Linked DNA regions of Mus musculus: region 1 is linked to region 2. A link is a contact called in public promoter capture Hi-C data. All regions are on one chromosome and are shown on one strand. Each heading gives the region's core, a stretch centred on a gene start, on an enhancer-like site or on the middle of the called end of the contact. The rest is flanking DNA. Distances are from core to core; before and after follow the strand shown. Region 1 holds the start of Igflr1 (IGF-like family receptor 1). Region 2 holds the start of Plekhg2 (pleckstrin homology domain containing, family G (with RhoGef domain) member 2).

Evidence for each region. Promoter capture Hi-C pulls out the DNA fragments that hold promoters and counts their contacts.
Region 1: a contact with region 2 is called in a promoter capture Hi-C map of second pharyngeal arch cranial neural crest. The contact joins the promoter of Igflr1 here to the promoter of Plekhg2 in region 2. A contact is called at or near these places in 3 of 39 promoter capture datasets (cranial neural crest, liver and second pharyngeal arch cranial neural crest), 2 of 484 Hi-C or Micro-C datasets (cardiomyocytes and uterus), 5 of 115 datasets of contacts at active chromatin or transcription factors (bone marrow-derived dendritic cells, cardiomyocytes, regulatory T cell precursor and 2 more) and 2 of 9 other capture datasets (adipose tissue and liver).

Annotation. Positions count from the first base shown.
Region 1 is chr7:30,560,536-30,568,255 of GRCm38.p6, forward strand. Igflr1 (IGF-like family receptor 1) reads left to right here and starts at 4,892. Exons shown (of 5, transcript NM_145580.2): 1 at 4,892-4,931; 2 at 5,629-5,846; 3 at 6,214-6,401; 4 at 6,608-6,965; 5 at 7,046-7,427. The coding sequence starts at 5,681. The coding sequence ends at 7,371. U2af1l4 (U2 small nuclear RNA auxiliary factor 1-like 4) reads left to right here and starts at 2,805. Exons shown (of 8, transcript NM_170760.3): 1 at 2,805-2,864; 2 at 2,997-3,084; 3 at 3,395-3,461; 4 at 3,547-3,596; 5 at 3,668-3,766; 6 at 3,939-4,072; 7 at 4,168-4,263; 8 at 4,560-4,829. The coding sequence starts at 2,821. The coding sequence ends at 4,644. It overlaps Psenen (presenilin enhancer gamma secretase subunit), which reads right to left and starts at 2,669. Exons shown (of 4, transcript NM_025498.3): 1 at 2,517-2,669; 2 at 2,261-2,403; 3 at 1,789-1,893; 4 at 1,330-1,599. The coding sequence starts at 2,321. The coding sequence ends at 1,460.
Region 2 is chr7:28,368,943-28,375,810 of GRCm38.p6, forward strand. It overlaps Plekhg2 (pleckstrin homology domain containing, family G (with RhoGef domain) member 2), which reads right to left and starts at 3,720. Exons shown (of 19, transcript NM_138752.2): 1 at 2,918-3,720; 2 at 2,173-2,303; 3 at 1,296-1,555; 4 at 1,119-1,219. The coding sequence starts at 2,281. n-TIaat16 (a tRNA gene) reads left to right here and starts at 4,057; the gene lies at 4,057-4,151.

The sequences.
Region 1 (7,720 bases), core at 3,642-6,141, 2.2 Mb after region 2:
TGGCAGCAAGTGTCCCTACCATTGAGTTATCTCACTAGACTCTTTGCTGAAATTATGTTGACACAGGGTATCACTACAAACCCCAGCTGGCCTGGAAGTCACAGAAATCCACCATGCCTCTGCTTCCCAAGTGCTGTGGTTTCAGACATAAGCCACCAAAATCATGAAATATTTATTTATTTATTTTTGAGACAGGGTTTCTCTGTGTAGCCCTGGCTGTCCTGGAACTCACTTTGTAGACCAGGCTGGCCTCGAACTCAGAAATCTGCCTGCCTCTGCCTCCCAAGTGCTGGGATAAAAGACGTGCACCACCACTGACTGGCCATGAAATTTTAAATGAGAAGATCAAGATGCCAGAGAAAGGGCTTGCTCACTTGTTGAGCGCAGTAGTTAAGGGGATTCACATGGTGTCTAACAACCATGTATAATTGCAGTTCTAGAGGATGCTGATGTCCTCTTCTGGTTCCCATGGGCACTACATAAAAGTACACACACACACACACACAAAACTAAATCAAGAATAAAGAATAGGCTGGGTGGTGGCGGCGCACGCCTTTAATCCCAGCACTCGGGAGGCAGAGGCAGGTGGATTTCTGAGTTCGAGGCCAGCCTGGTCTACAGAGTGAGTTCCAGGATGGCGAGGGCTACACAGAGAAACCCTGTCTCGAAAAACCAAAAAAAAAAAAAAAAAAACAAACAAAACAACAACAACAAGAATAAAGAATAGGAAAGTCAAGGAAGCTGTCCTAAGGAAGCTCCTGGATAAGACACCTCCCTTAGAGGGAGAAATGTGAATTCTTCCTTGGCAGAGACTACCAAAGCCTAGAACAAGAAAGTGATTTTCTTGCTTGGTTTGTCAGGCTAGGAATGTTAACAGAGTGCACTGCCAGTAAACTACTGCTCCAGTTCAGAAAGTTGTGTTTTTAAATCCACAACTACCCGGCTGGAGAGGTGGCTCAGCGGGTAAGAGCACTGACTGCTCTTCTACGGGTCCTGAGTTCAAATCCCAGCCACCACATGGTGGCTGACACCCAGATGCCCTCTTCTGGAGTCTCTGAAGAGAGCACTGGTGTCCTCATATACATAAAGTAAATAAATCTTAAATTCACAACTACTAGTGCAAGATAGGGGCCCCTCAAAGTGGGAGCGTCATTTCTTTCCGAAGTAGGAAAGTTCTTATTTCAGAAAGGTACGAACAGTAGTTAATAAATAAAAATTCATACACTGGGTAAAAGCACAAAGCCTAACATGTAACACATTCAGTAAGTGCCTTTGAGTGTTAGCAATCATTTTATCCTTCTGGCTCCGAAAGATCCCAAGAACTCAATATTTAAAGTTAGGGTCCTTTATTGGGGCAGATGGGAAATGAGAAACAGATGTCTTCAGGGTCTGAGGGAAAGCCTAGAGCAGAGAAGCCTTCATCCTGGGAGAAAGAACAGATCAGCAGCTTATGAAGTTGTTAGGGAGTGCCCAGGGGAATGGTGAAGGAGAGGTAGTCCCCAAGAGCGCCCCAGCGGGGCCGGTAGATCTGGAAGATGGTGATCCAGGTGGCGAGAATGATCACCCAGAAGAGGAAGCCCACAGCTGAGCGCCAAACATCTAGAGTGAAGAACAAGGGTGAGAGAGTTGGCCTCCAGCTGCTCTGGGGGGAGCTGGACCCACCCAGGACAGCCCGTTCATCTCTGACACAGATCTCCTAGAGTTCTGGAGCCTCCATCATCCCTTCCAAACCACCCAACCACCCACTGTCTTTTTTTTTTTTTTTTTTGCTGGTGCCCTAGAACTCACAGCCTTTGATTTGGCTCTGCTCTGTGTAGGCTGGGGCGAGGAACGCCTCTCTGAAGAACCAGAAAATGTTGACTAACCAAAGAAAAGGCAGGAACGCAAATCCACCTAGGAAAAAGAAACCCACACTTAGTCAAACGACAGTAAAGAGCTTTCCTAATCTCCACCTTAGAAAACCTATTTGGAAGGTCCTCTCCCACGTTTAACTGGAGATCCTTGCTGTTAGGGGATGTGGGGTTCGAGCTCTAATCTAAGGACTGTCTCCTCCCAGGCGTTCGCTCATTCTTTCTTCCTGCTCATTGGGACTGTGATTGAGAGACCTCAGTTTCCTCCTTCCTGAAGCCTCCCTTCTCGCGGACTAGAGTCTGCGTTCCCAGTTGTGTTCCCACGAATCCAGGCTCATATGCCCTCTTGCCTTGGGCGCTCTAGTCCTATCCCCTCTATTACCCCCGAAACCTTAGGGGACCGGCCTTACCAAGATAGTACTTCCGGCACAGGTTCAACTTCTCCTCATTGGATACCCGCTCCAAGTTCATAGTTGCGCTGGAGCCCGGTGGTCCTAAGGGTCTGCAGAGCAAGACCCAAATGACAGACGCAAGATCACGAGCAACCACGCCCCTATTACGATAAATTAGAGGAGCGTTGGCTACAGGAAGGGTACCTCGGAACAGGCTCGTGGGACGAGGAAGTTCCCTATCTAGCTAGGGTATACCAGACGACTCTCAACTCACCAGTGCGGTTTATCCCTTCTGCCTGGATTCCTTTGCGGGAGATTTGCGGGAGATGCCGCAGTTTTCAGTGGAGTTTGTTGTCGCTTTTTTTTTTCTTCTCCTGCCCAGCCCCCCTCGCACCCCACCCCCTCCGCTACGTTGTACGCATGCGCTCCCAGAAAAACACGCGCTTGACGGTCGAGGACGGTCCGCTGGCCTCTAACACGCGTGCGCAGTAGTACCACAGGCAGAAACTACACTTCCCAACGCTCCTAAGCAACGGAAGTGACGCAAGGAGCAGGCGCGTTGGAGTGTTCGGGTAAAAATGGCTGAATATTTAGCTTCGATATTCGGGACTGAGAAGGACAAGTGAGAATGGTGAAGGGAGTAGCCTCTCAGGGAGCCGGGGCACTTGGGTCCCTACGGGCTGGACGGACAGTGTTCGTGGGATACCCGGCCTTCCCGGCCTTCGGTTTACCTCTGTCTTTGCACCTCTTCCAGGGTTAACTGCTCTTTTTACTTTAAGATTGGAGCCTGCCGGCACGGGGACCGGTGCTCCCGACTTCACAACAAACCGACTTTCAGCCAGGTGAGACCCAGATTCAAGCCTCCCCGCGCTTCACCTGCTGTCCATCATCTCGGGGTCCCGCCTCTTCCGGATTTCTAAAGCCAATCCTACCCCTCTTTGCTTTCTGACCTGGTCCTCTGGGTAGACAGACCCTTCTTCCCCGGGACTGGACCCCGCCTCCCATGAACACCGGCCACGCCCCCTGGCTGGCTAGGTAGTTTTGGCGTCTCTGACTCTACTGGCTCACATCTCTCTCTCCCCAACTTCATACTCACACTGTATGCAGCCCTGCTTTCTGTCTGAGCTCAGGTCTCTTTTAAATTTTGTTCAGACCATAGTCCTGCTCAACTTGTACCGGAATCCACAGAACACAGCCCAAACTGCAGATGGATCACACTGTGAGTAAAAGGCTAGATAGTTCAGGGACTGGGCAGACAGCCCCAGCAGTTTACGCCCTCATTTCACCCTCCATCCCTCCTCCAGGTCACGTGAGCGACGTGGAGGTGCAAGAACACTATGATAACTTCTTTGAGGTGAGGGTTGCCAGGGTAACTGGGTTTCCTGTGTGCCAGACCTTAGCTGAGCTTCTCCCCATCTTCTGCAGGAGGTATTCACAGAACTGCAGGAGAAGTATGGAGAGATTGAAGAGATGAATGTGTGTGACAACCTCGGGGACCACCTCGTGGGCAATGTCTACGTTAAGGTGCCTGTTGCCCCCTGCTTAGAACCCAGAAGTGGAAACATTTCAGTGCCTATGGCCACCACTGAAACCTCCCAACCTGAGGACTATCGATAAGTTGAGTCCAGCCTCAGAGCTGACTAGTCCCCTGAAGATCTTGAATTCCACAGCCCATGGTCACCCACTTTCCCCTCAGTTCCGGCGGGAGGAGGATGCAGAGCGGGCTGTAGCGGAACTCAATAACCGCTGGTTCAACGGGCAGGCTGTGCATGCCGAGCTGTCTCCTGTCACTGACTTCCGAGAGTCCTGCTGCCGGCAGTATGAGATGGGGTAAGGTAGTGTAAAAGTAGGTTGGGCATCAGAGTCCCAGAAGCTTGAGTGTTTGATAGGGAGTTCTTAGTGATGGTGGCCTTCTCTGTCTTTAGGGAATGCACCCGAGGTGGCTTCTGCAACTTTATGCACCTACGGCCCATATCTCGGAACTTGCGCCGGCAGCTCTATGGGCGAGGACCCAGGCATAGGTACCTCAGACCCAGGGTGCTGTGTTCTCCTGTACCCTAGGATGAACCTGATGCTAACTTGTGGGCTCTTGTGCTTTAAATAGAGTTTTGAGCCTTGCCTGGGTAGAAGTACCTTAGTCTTAGTGTCCCAAACAGTGTAAACCCCATATCCACCCCCAGCTTGGGTACCTGTCCCTGAGTACCAATCCTCAGATGACATTACCAGCCACCTGTCCCTAAGAGACAGGCCTGGAAAAATCTTGACCACTCTTAACTATTCCTACCCATCTCTGTCCACTCCTCTTCCTAATTCTTAGGTCACCTCCAAGGTCCCACACAGGTCACCGTCCCCGAGAAAGGAACCGACGTCGTTCCCCAGACCACCGGCATGGTCGCTTCTGAGACGGGTGCCCTTGCTCTCCACCCAAGGGCATAGATGTTCCTGTCCAGCGTCCCTTTTCAAAGTGCCCTTCACTCTCCAGTCCCAGCATCCCCAGGCTTCGGAGCTTCATAATATAATCTGTTCGACACAGGAACCTCCTCCTCCTGTCCCTCCTCCAATAAAGGTTAAGAAGTTTGTCAATCAAGGTCTGTGGTTTCCTTCCACCCCCACACCTAAGAAAGGGTGTAAGCCAACCACAGTCTCAGCAGAGGAACTTGGAGCCAGCTTGGGGTCTGGGTCTGCACTGGTAAGTCGGGGCTGCTTTAATACCTGTAACCTCAGATTATCCATTCTAGGTGCCTTTTAGGGACAGGTGCCTGTTTGTGACAGGCCAGAGGATTCCAAACAGAGATGGAAGTTAGAAAAGGAGAGGTGCTTAGGTACTGGTGAGAGTTTACAGTAGGTTAGGCCTGGTAATTGAAACCCACCATACCACCCCGAAATGAAGGCACTACATAATTCCTAACACTTATAAAACTTTGAACTAAGTTTACTCTCTGCTAGGTACTGTGGTGTCTGGCTTGTTTGTTTTGTTTCTGAAGCAGAGTTTCACTCGCTCTGGGTGGCCTGGTACTTGTTATGTAGCCCATGTTGGCCTCAGGTTTCCAAGAGATGCTCCTGCCTGTACTTGAAGTGCTGAGATTGAAGTGTACACACTACGCCTATTGTGATCTTTTAAGTAGATTTATTATCTCTCTCTCTCACACACACACACACCGCCTTCACCCAGTGAGACAAGTTCTATTACCCCATCTTAGAGATGAAAATGAGAAGGCAGGTATGTAAGGTTACAAATAATCTGGTGATCCACATCAAGTTCTTTATACGCCTTGTGGGCTTGGAGTTGGGTATGAGACACGCCAGCTCCCAAAGAGGTTCTGGAAGTCTGTGACCCCCACATCCACCGCTTTCTTCTGCCTTGGACTTCCTGGAATGTGCTGCAGAAACAGTGTGGGTGGAAGTGGTCACAGCCCTCAAGCTGCAGGCTCTGCTGAGATGGGGCCCAGCTGGCTTCTCTGGACAGTGGCGGTGGCAGTGCTGCTCCTGACCCGGGCTGCGTCAATGGAAGCCTCTAGCTTCTGTGGCCACCTTGAGTACTGGAACTCTGACAAGAGGTGCTGCAGCCGCTGCCTGCAACGCTTTGGGCCTCCTGCATGTCCTGGTGAGCAGTGACTGGGTGTGCACTAGATGGTGTAGAGAACAGGGACGCTAGCAAGTGGCAAGGTTGTTGCCGGCCTTGCAGTAGGCTTCTTTGGGGAGTAGGTGTGCTGGGTCTTAGGCAGGTAAGGCTGTGGGGGTGGACACAGGTTAAGCTTGTGCAGAAAAGACCAGTTACAATGGGGACACCAAGAGCAAACTTTACCTCTGAGTGGAGGACATGGGGAGAATGGACTTAGGTAGGCTTTATTTATAGTGAGGGCAGGGCTTGGTAGAGTGATGGGGGAAGGGGTAGGGTCCTCATGGGGGTTTGAAAAGGGATGGTCTAGTGGGATTAGTGGGAGAGCCTATGCTCCATTGTCTCCTACTAGATCACGAGTTCACGGAAAACTGCGGGCTCAATGACTTCGGCGATACTGTAGCACATCCTTTCAAAAAGTGTTCCCCTGGGTATTGCAACCCCAATGGCACAGAGCTGTGTAGCCAGTGTAGCAGCGGAGCCGCCGCAGCCCCAGCTCACGTGGAGAGCCCTGGTAGAACCCACAAGCAGTGTAGAAAGGTGCTAGACTCCTGGGGTATGAGTCAGGGCTTGCCTGTGGTTCCATGGGTAAAGCTTGGGTCAGAGGGGGAGCCTCACCCCAAGTGGAGTGCCTGAAAGGGGGGGATGAGGCAGGGAGAGGAGAGGGAGCTCCATTTAGGGACCTAAGGGATGGGAGGCTTGGGCTAAAGGGTCCTCTTGTTTCACTCTCAAACCTCTGTTCCCAGAAGCCCGTCCCTCCCAAGGATGTCTGTCCTCTTAAACCTGAAGACGCAGGTGCCTCTAGCTCACCTGGGAGGTGGAGCCTTGGGCAGACAACCAAGAATGAGGTCTCCAGCCGACCAGGTTTTGTCTCAGCCTCAGTGCTGCCTCTGGCAGTGTTGCCACTGTTGCTGGTGCTGCTTCTGATATTGGCAGTGGTCTTGCTCTCTTTGTTCAAGAGAAAAGTCCGTTCCCGTCCTGGTTCCAGCTCAGCTTTTGGAGATCCCAGCACCTCTCTACATTACTGGCCCTGCCCAGGTACCCTGGAGGTATTGGAAAGTAGAAACAGAGGGAAAGCTAATCTGCTGCAGCTCTCAAGCTGGGGTTAGTATAAGACAGCCCTGCCGGGAGGGAGGGTAGCCTCCAAGCTTCCTCTTCCTACTCTCACCTCCCTGGCCTTGCAGAGCTTCAGGGTCTGGCCTCTCAGCCCCTCTCCCTCCTGCTGGATGAGCTGGAAGTTCTGGAGGAGCTGATTATGCTATTGGACCCTGAGCCTGGGCCGAGCGGGAGCACGGCTTATGGTACCACACGACACCTGGCTGCAAGATACGGGCTGCCTGCCACCTGGTCTACCTTCGCCTACTCACTTCGGCCCAGTCGCTCACCCCTGCGGGCCCTGATTGAGATGGTTGTGGCAAGGGAGCCTTCTGCTACTCTGGGTCAATTCGGCACATATTTGGCTCAGCTAGGTCGCACAGATGCTCTGCAGGTGCTATCTAAACTTGGCTGAGTCAGAGTTTGCTGGGGCTTACTACTCCATCAATAAAGTTTCCCTTGAAGCCAGTATCTGCCTGTCCTCATTAAAGGGGTCTTCTTCATGTACAATCTTTTTTTTTTTTTTTTTTTTTTTTTTAAAGATTTATTTATTATATGTAAGTACACTGTAGCTGTCTTCAGACACACCAGAAGAGGGAGTCAGATCTTGTTACAGATGGTTGTGAGCCACCATGTGGTTGCTGGGATTTGAACTCTGGACCTTCGGAAGAGCAGTCGGGTGCTCTTACCCACTGAGCCATCTCACCAGCCCCCTTCATGTACAATCTTGATCGAGCTTCAAGTCAACAGACATCCTCTCCCAT
Region 2 (6,868 bases), core at 2,470-4,969:
AAGACTCCAGAGGGCAACAGACAGGTAGGAAGGAGCCTCAGATGGCTACCCCAGAAATTCTGCCTCCTCACGGCTTCGTACTATTCAGCCTGATAACCCTGGCATGGCTGGCATGTCGTGACCTAGGGAGTGACACCACAGCCCTGGGAAAGGGGGTGTTGGTAATGCCCAACTAACTTAGGCAGCTTAGAATGTGTTGTAAGCCAGGGAGTGGTGGCACTATCCTGTGATCTCAGCTATTTGGGAGGCAAGGAAGGGGGACAGAGAGTTCAAGATCACTGTGGGCTACTTAGTGAGATTCTGGTCTTAAAGCAGCAGCAGCAGCAGCAGCAGCAGCAGCAGCAGCAACAGCAACAACAACAACAACAACAGAGAAGAGCTGAAGACATAGCTCTGGACGCTGAGGCAGGAGGATCTCAATTTTGAGGCCAGCTTGAACCACACCAGGAGACCCTAGGTGTGGTCGTACATGCCCGTAATTCCAGCACTGGAGAAGTGAGGGCAGGATAATGAGCTCTGTATCTTCATCCACCGAGCAAACTCCAAGCCTTGTTAGGAGAGGCTCTGTTTGTCTCAAATAATAAGACAAATTTAAAAAGCTTCTCTTTTACTGGGTGGTTGGTGGCGCACACCTTTAATCCCAGCATAACAGAAAGCAGAGGCAGGCAGATCTCTTGAGTCTGAGGCCAGCCTGGTGCACAGAGTGAGTTCTAGGGCAGCCAGGGCTACACAGAAAGACCATGTCTTGACAGCTCCATTCCCCCTAAAAGAGCTTCTCTTGGGATTCTGAGATGCTACACTTGGGCCCCAGTGTCTTCTTCACTAGGGCAAACAACCAACTAGGTTTGTCCAGAGCTCAGGGTGTCCTAGGCTCACAGAAGTGCAGTAGTAATTTGGGACTGGACATTCAGACTGGAGGTCTGAGAGCCCAACATGGCATCTGTATGGTTCTATACTTCTTCCCACGCTAGGTCCTCACTGTCCCCATCATGTCACCACACTTCCCATGCCAGCCCACACAAGGCCACTGACTAAGAGGCACTCAGGCTAGTGTTAGGCCACAGCCCCTCCCCTGCCACAGCAGCCAGTCCCCTTGTGGTCCCCTTCCTGTCCCTCACCTGCTAAACTCATAGATGTCCTCGATGTTGGCAAACAGTGTGCCCACCTGCTCCATGTTCAGCCCCAGGGCCCTGCCATCCATCAGAGGGCCTAGGTAGTCCTGTGGGGATGACTGGTTACAGAAGCCGAGGGCCTGGCTTGGGTCCCCACTGTCTTCAGGTACCTGCCCACCTCACCTCCACGATGCTGCGAAGGTCGCGAACATACGCCCGCTCTGTCTCCACAATCTCCCTGGCCACTCGTTCCAGCCTGGAGGGTTTCACCGAACCCTGGATTCCCACAGGCAACAGGTGCAGGCGTATGGGGGGCTCCGGTAGGGGCTCTGGCCTGGAGGCTGAGCAGGCTGGAGATGGGTCCCCCTCGGAGCCCACAGTGCTCAACGAAGTGGAGCTGCCAGAACCCCTTGGAGAAGCCATGGTGGTGGCTGCCTGCGCTGCTGAGGTAGGGAGCAAGTGGTCAGGGCTTCCCAGACACACGGTCTTACGGTCCCCATGGTCACCCACACTCAGGTGACAGTCCCCACAGGTCTCTGCTCCACTCCTCTACTTCTCCAGTCTGATTCAGTACCTATCAATGCTCCTTCCTCTCTGGGACCTAAACCTCCAGTGCTTTTATTCACATCTTCCATCAACCACACCTATCGTTGTGAATCTGCCCAACTGACCTTGTCACTCACATAAGCACAGGCCCTTTATGTTCAAGTCCAAATTCCTCACACGCACGGGGCCCCATCTAATGCAGCCATGGTAGAACCCTTCACCCAGTTCCCTTTCCACCACTCAGCTCTCAACAGCCCCCCACCTCTTCACACTCAACTTTGTCCAGTTACTTAAAGGTGCAGCTGTGAGCCTCTGCACATACTGCTCCCTGCATGCAGAATTCTTCTTTGAGTCCAACTCCTTTCTCCTGAATTCTCAGCTTAGCAGTCTCCTCCGTGGTGACAGGGCTGGGCTATGTTGGCCATGCTCAGCACTAGGCCAGCTATAGAGGGATGCTCATTGTCCTGAAGGAAGGGACAAATGCCCACAGGCTCCACCTGTCTGGGCTGCTCACCTGTTGGAGTGTCACTCACTGCTGCGCAGTCGCAAACTTCACCTTGGTGGCCACACCCGAGCCTAAGGCTGGGTTTGGGCAGGCTCAATCCCCGGGCTCCCTCGGGCATGATTGAGTGGCACAACTCCGACCTACAGAAGAGACCCACTTCTTGGGAACTAGACTTCACCGGTCTCTCGGCCGCTCCTACTCACAGATAGGGTGCTGGAAGCTGATCTAAACTCAAGGAGGGGCCCCAAGAAGATACAAAGTGACAGGAAGAAGGGGCTGAGAATACAAGCCAAAGATGGAAAAAGGTTGAGACAAAGAACGAAGACAGCAAAAGTGCCTGAGTCTGCAAGTCCCATCTGTCTGGGGGCCCCCCTCCCAAGGCTCAGGGATCCTGGGAACTCTCAGGCTCAGGCTGAAGCTGAGGGCGAGGGGCAGGGCTGGGAAAAACCGTGGGCGGGAGAGGCCGCGGGGTCCCAGGGGAGGGCGGAGGCTGGGGGACCGGATGCCAGGGTCCTACAGACTGTTCCTTACCCCGCCCAAGACGGCGTACTGGGGCGCTGGCCCCGAGTCCTCCACCCAGCTCCAGTCGGTCCCTCGGCGCCCCAACCGCGGTCCCCACCGTTGGATTCTCCCCTGTGCAGTTGCAGCCCCCAACTCCAGCCGGCGCCTCCGCTACCCCCCGCCGGCACGCCCCCTCATTGTTCCGCTTCGGCGCCGCCCCCTCCCCCAGCCCCGGGCCCCTCGCTCCCCTCACCTCCCGGGGAGCCACGGGCCTTGGGGTCGGGAGTCCCGCGCGTCTGGACCGTAACGCGCGATCCCTGGGGAGGCTCACAACCCAGACTTAAGGTCGTGAACTTGGGGTTCTCGGACTCCAGAATCCGGGGAGAGTTGGGATCCGGAGTCCGAAGTCTCGGTGTTCTAAATAGAAGATGCTGCAACCCTCTACTCGAGTCTCAGACCAGGGCGCTGGGGACCCAAACTCCTCAGTCTTCTAGGTAGGGCTGTGTGTTGTCGGGAGCACCGGGATTCCAGAGTTTCCAGAACCCGAGGGGCAGGAGTGAAGTCACCTCCGGGAGGGACCGCAAGGACTGGCTAACTCCTCGGTCTCCTGGAGGTGATGGATGCTGCAGCCCTAAGTCGAGGCGCGAGGTCCTGTCCCCAAGTGGCTCCAGGAGGGGGTCTTGGACTCAGAGTTGGGACCCCGTGGGAAGGATGCACGGCCACAGATCCTACGGTCTTCGAAGCCGGGTACGGGACGGGCCTCCAGCCTCGGGGCTGACTTCCCGAGCCCCGGGCTCCTCCAGGAGGGGGCGCTGGACATCAGAGGTCCCGGCCCCTCTGCGGGAGCCGGGACTTGCGGGTCTCTTAAAACGCGGGACAGAGTTCCCGGACGCCTGGGCCCAAGACTATGAACGCCTCGGGCTCCGGGATGAGTGTCCTGGGGCTCTGGGGGCAGCGGCAACGCCGCATCTGGGGCGGGGAGAGTCGGGTCCCAGATGTGGGGCGGGGGGCGGCCGCCCAAGGCTTCTCCTCCCCTTTGCCGCCGCCGCGGCTCACATCCTGTTCCCGCCTGCTGGGGGGAGGGGCCGCCTTCCGGCACGCCCTCCCGTAAAGGCTTTTAAAATCCCCGCCCCCTACTCTGAATAATTGCAAGCAAGCGGTTCCAACGGCGAGTCACCGCCCACATTCCAAGAGCCTAGAGCCGGGAGGACTTTTTACCTTTTACAGCAAGGGCCCAGGAGGCGTGAGAATCTGGAATAGTCTCACACTCTTGTTCTTATTGGTCGATCGGCGGGCTTTATATTTGCATATGCAATGTTGGGCCGAGCCGTTCAACAAAGTCCTGCGACTACAACTGACTGAAGGACTTTGTGGCGCGAGGGTGCGGCCGGAGCTCCAGTGGCGCAATCGGTTAGCGCGCGGTACTTATATGTCAGTGCTAGGCGTAAGCGATGCCGAGGTTGTGAGTTCGATCCTCACCTGGAGCACTTCTTTTTTTAACTCATCTACCTCTTTTCTGGTGTTCTCTCATCAGTTTAGAAGTCTTCACATTTTATAATTTCAATCAAATGTTTTGGCTTGTTTGAGACAGGGTCTCACCATGTAACTCTCTGGCTGGTCTGGAAGTCATTATGTAGACCGGGCTGGCCTCGAACTCACAGAGAGCGCCTGCCACTGCCTCTGCCTCTGCCTCTGCCTCCCTAGTACTGGTATTAAAGACGTGCGTCACTGTACCCGGAAACTACAGAATTTTTGAAGAATGAACATTTCTTTGTGAATTTTTTGCAATGGTCTGTGGAACAGTCCCAAAGTTGCAGTTTCTATTCTGGTCGCCAGAGGGCAATAACGTCTCTTATTAGATGGCCTGGGCGTCAGATAAAATCCAAATCTCAGATCCCAGGGATGGATGGATGCTTACAACACACTCTTTATGGATATTTGTCTTCTACAGGTTTCTGAACAGATTTTTTTTTTTTTTTTTTTTTTTTTTACTGACCACTCACTAGGAACTGTATCCTCTGTCTCTGAGGACTTGACTTTTTACTAAGGAGACTGAGTACTGAAAGTCTACGAATTAAGTACTTTTTTTTAAAATTTGACTTTCCCTATGTTACCCAGACTGGCCTAAACTCCTGGCTCCCTCACCATCTGGGAGTGTAACTGTATCGTTAGATTAGCTACTGATAAGTATGGATAAGTAGGGTGGGATGCAGATTATCATAGCTGTCATGGATGGACTGTTTTTATTTTATGTGTATGGGTGTTTGGCCTGCAAGTGTGTCTGTGTACCATGTTCATGCTTGGTGTCCAAAGAGACTGGAGGAGGGCGGCAGATCCCCTGGAACTGCAGTTTCAGAGGGTTATGGTGCAGGGAATCAAACCAGGTGCTCTGTCAGAGCCGCCAGTGTTCTTAACTGCTGATCCATCTCTCCGGCCCCAGGGGAGATCTTTGAACAGACAGACACCTGGAGGAGGGGAAGGAGCCATGGGAACACCAGAGAGATGTTCCAGATAACACTCTAAGGCTGAAGATGGGTGTGTTCGTGGAGCAGGTGAGAAGAGGTGGGGGTGTGGAGATGCAGGCTGTTGGCTGTGGTGAGGATTTTGACCTTTGTGATTTGCCTCTGGTGTTCTAACAAGCTTCCGGGAGCAACTTACTACACAGGTCCTTTTAGAACTGGATACTAGTAAGGTGGGCTTTCGATGAGAGGGCCCTGGAGGCTGGAGTGAGCTGTAGTCTTGGCTGTGTCTCCGGAGCAGGTCTAAGGGGCTGGTGTCACAGCATTCCTAGTGTCCAAGGAGGCCAGGAGAGGACTCTGGATCCTGTGAAATTGGAGTTGTCACCTGTCATGTGGGTTCTTTGCAAGAGAAGCAAGCCCATTCTCTTAATCTCTCAGCCATCTGTCCAGGACCTGGAGAGGTTATATACTTAGACCAGGATTTTTTTGTTGTTGGTGGTGGGTTTTTTGTTTGTTTGTTTGTTCTTGGTTTTTTGAGACAGGGTTTCTCTGTATAGCCCTGAGCCCTGGCTGTCCTGGAACTCACTCTATAGACCAGGCTGGCCTCGAACTCAGAAATCTGCCTGCCTCTGCCTCCCAAGTGCTGGGATTAAAGGTCACTACTGCCGGGCTAGACCAGGGTTTTGCAGACGCTGAGCAGGCACTCTGTACTTAGCTACACCCCCAGCCCATGGTGAGTGAGTGAGTGAGTGAGTGTGTGTGTGTGTGTGGTGTGTGTGTGTGTGTGTGTGTGTGTGCACGTGGAACATGAGACTTTTTTTTTTTTTTTTAAGTTTTCGAGACAGGGTTTCTCTGTGTAGCCTTGGCAGTCCTGGAACTCAGTCTGGCCTGGAACTCAGAAATTTGCTTGCCTCTGCCTCCCAAGCGCGCCACCACGACCGGCTAACGAGAGACTTTTTTTTTAATTATTCTTTTTTTTCTTTATTTTGTTTATGAGTATACTGTCACTGTCCTCAGACACATCAGATTCCCATTGCTGTGGTTGTGAGCCACCATGTGGTTACTGGGAATTGAACTCGGGACCTCTGGAAGAGCAGTCAGTGCTCTTAACCACTGAGCCATCTCTCCAGCCCCCGAGAGACTTTTTAAAAGGCACCAGTGCCAGGGTAGTAGCTGTGTGCTTCTGTTTTCTAGTGTCCCTCCGTTTCTTCCTCTCAATGTCCAGTGCTTGCTTCTTACCTCTACCTTCCGGGTGCCTCGGGGAATTTTGAGTTTGTTTCCCTCACCCACCCCTGTTCTACATACCAGGGCCCGAGCTCGGTCTCACAAGGGAGGCAGTTTCCTGGGAGAGGAGATCAAAGGTCAGCAGAATGGAGTGAAAGAGAGGCAGGGTGAGAGGAAGAGTGAGGTTAAGAGTATACAGTTAGGAGGGAAGCAAAGGGTCTAGCAGGGAGGGCTACAGTGGGAGCTCATTTCAAAAACAAGCGGAACAAAAGTCTCAGGGGCTAAGAGACAGAGGGGAAACGGGGAGGAGCTACAGCAGTGGGTGGGAGGAGATGGGGAGAAGAAGAAAGAAAAGAGGAGGGCGGAGAGGGAGGAGGCTGCGAGGAGGGGAAGAAGCGGAGGAAAACGAAGAGGGGCGGGGCGCGGGCCCTGACGCGGGCAGCTTCCGGGCGCGGCCCGCCCAGCCTAGGCTGGCTGCCGTCGCGTCCTTTTTCCTTGTATGGTCGGACGACGAGGCTGCC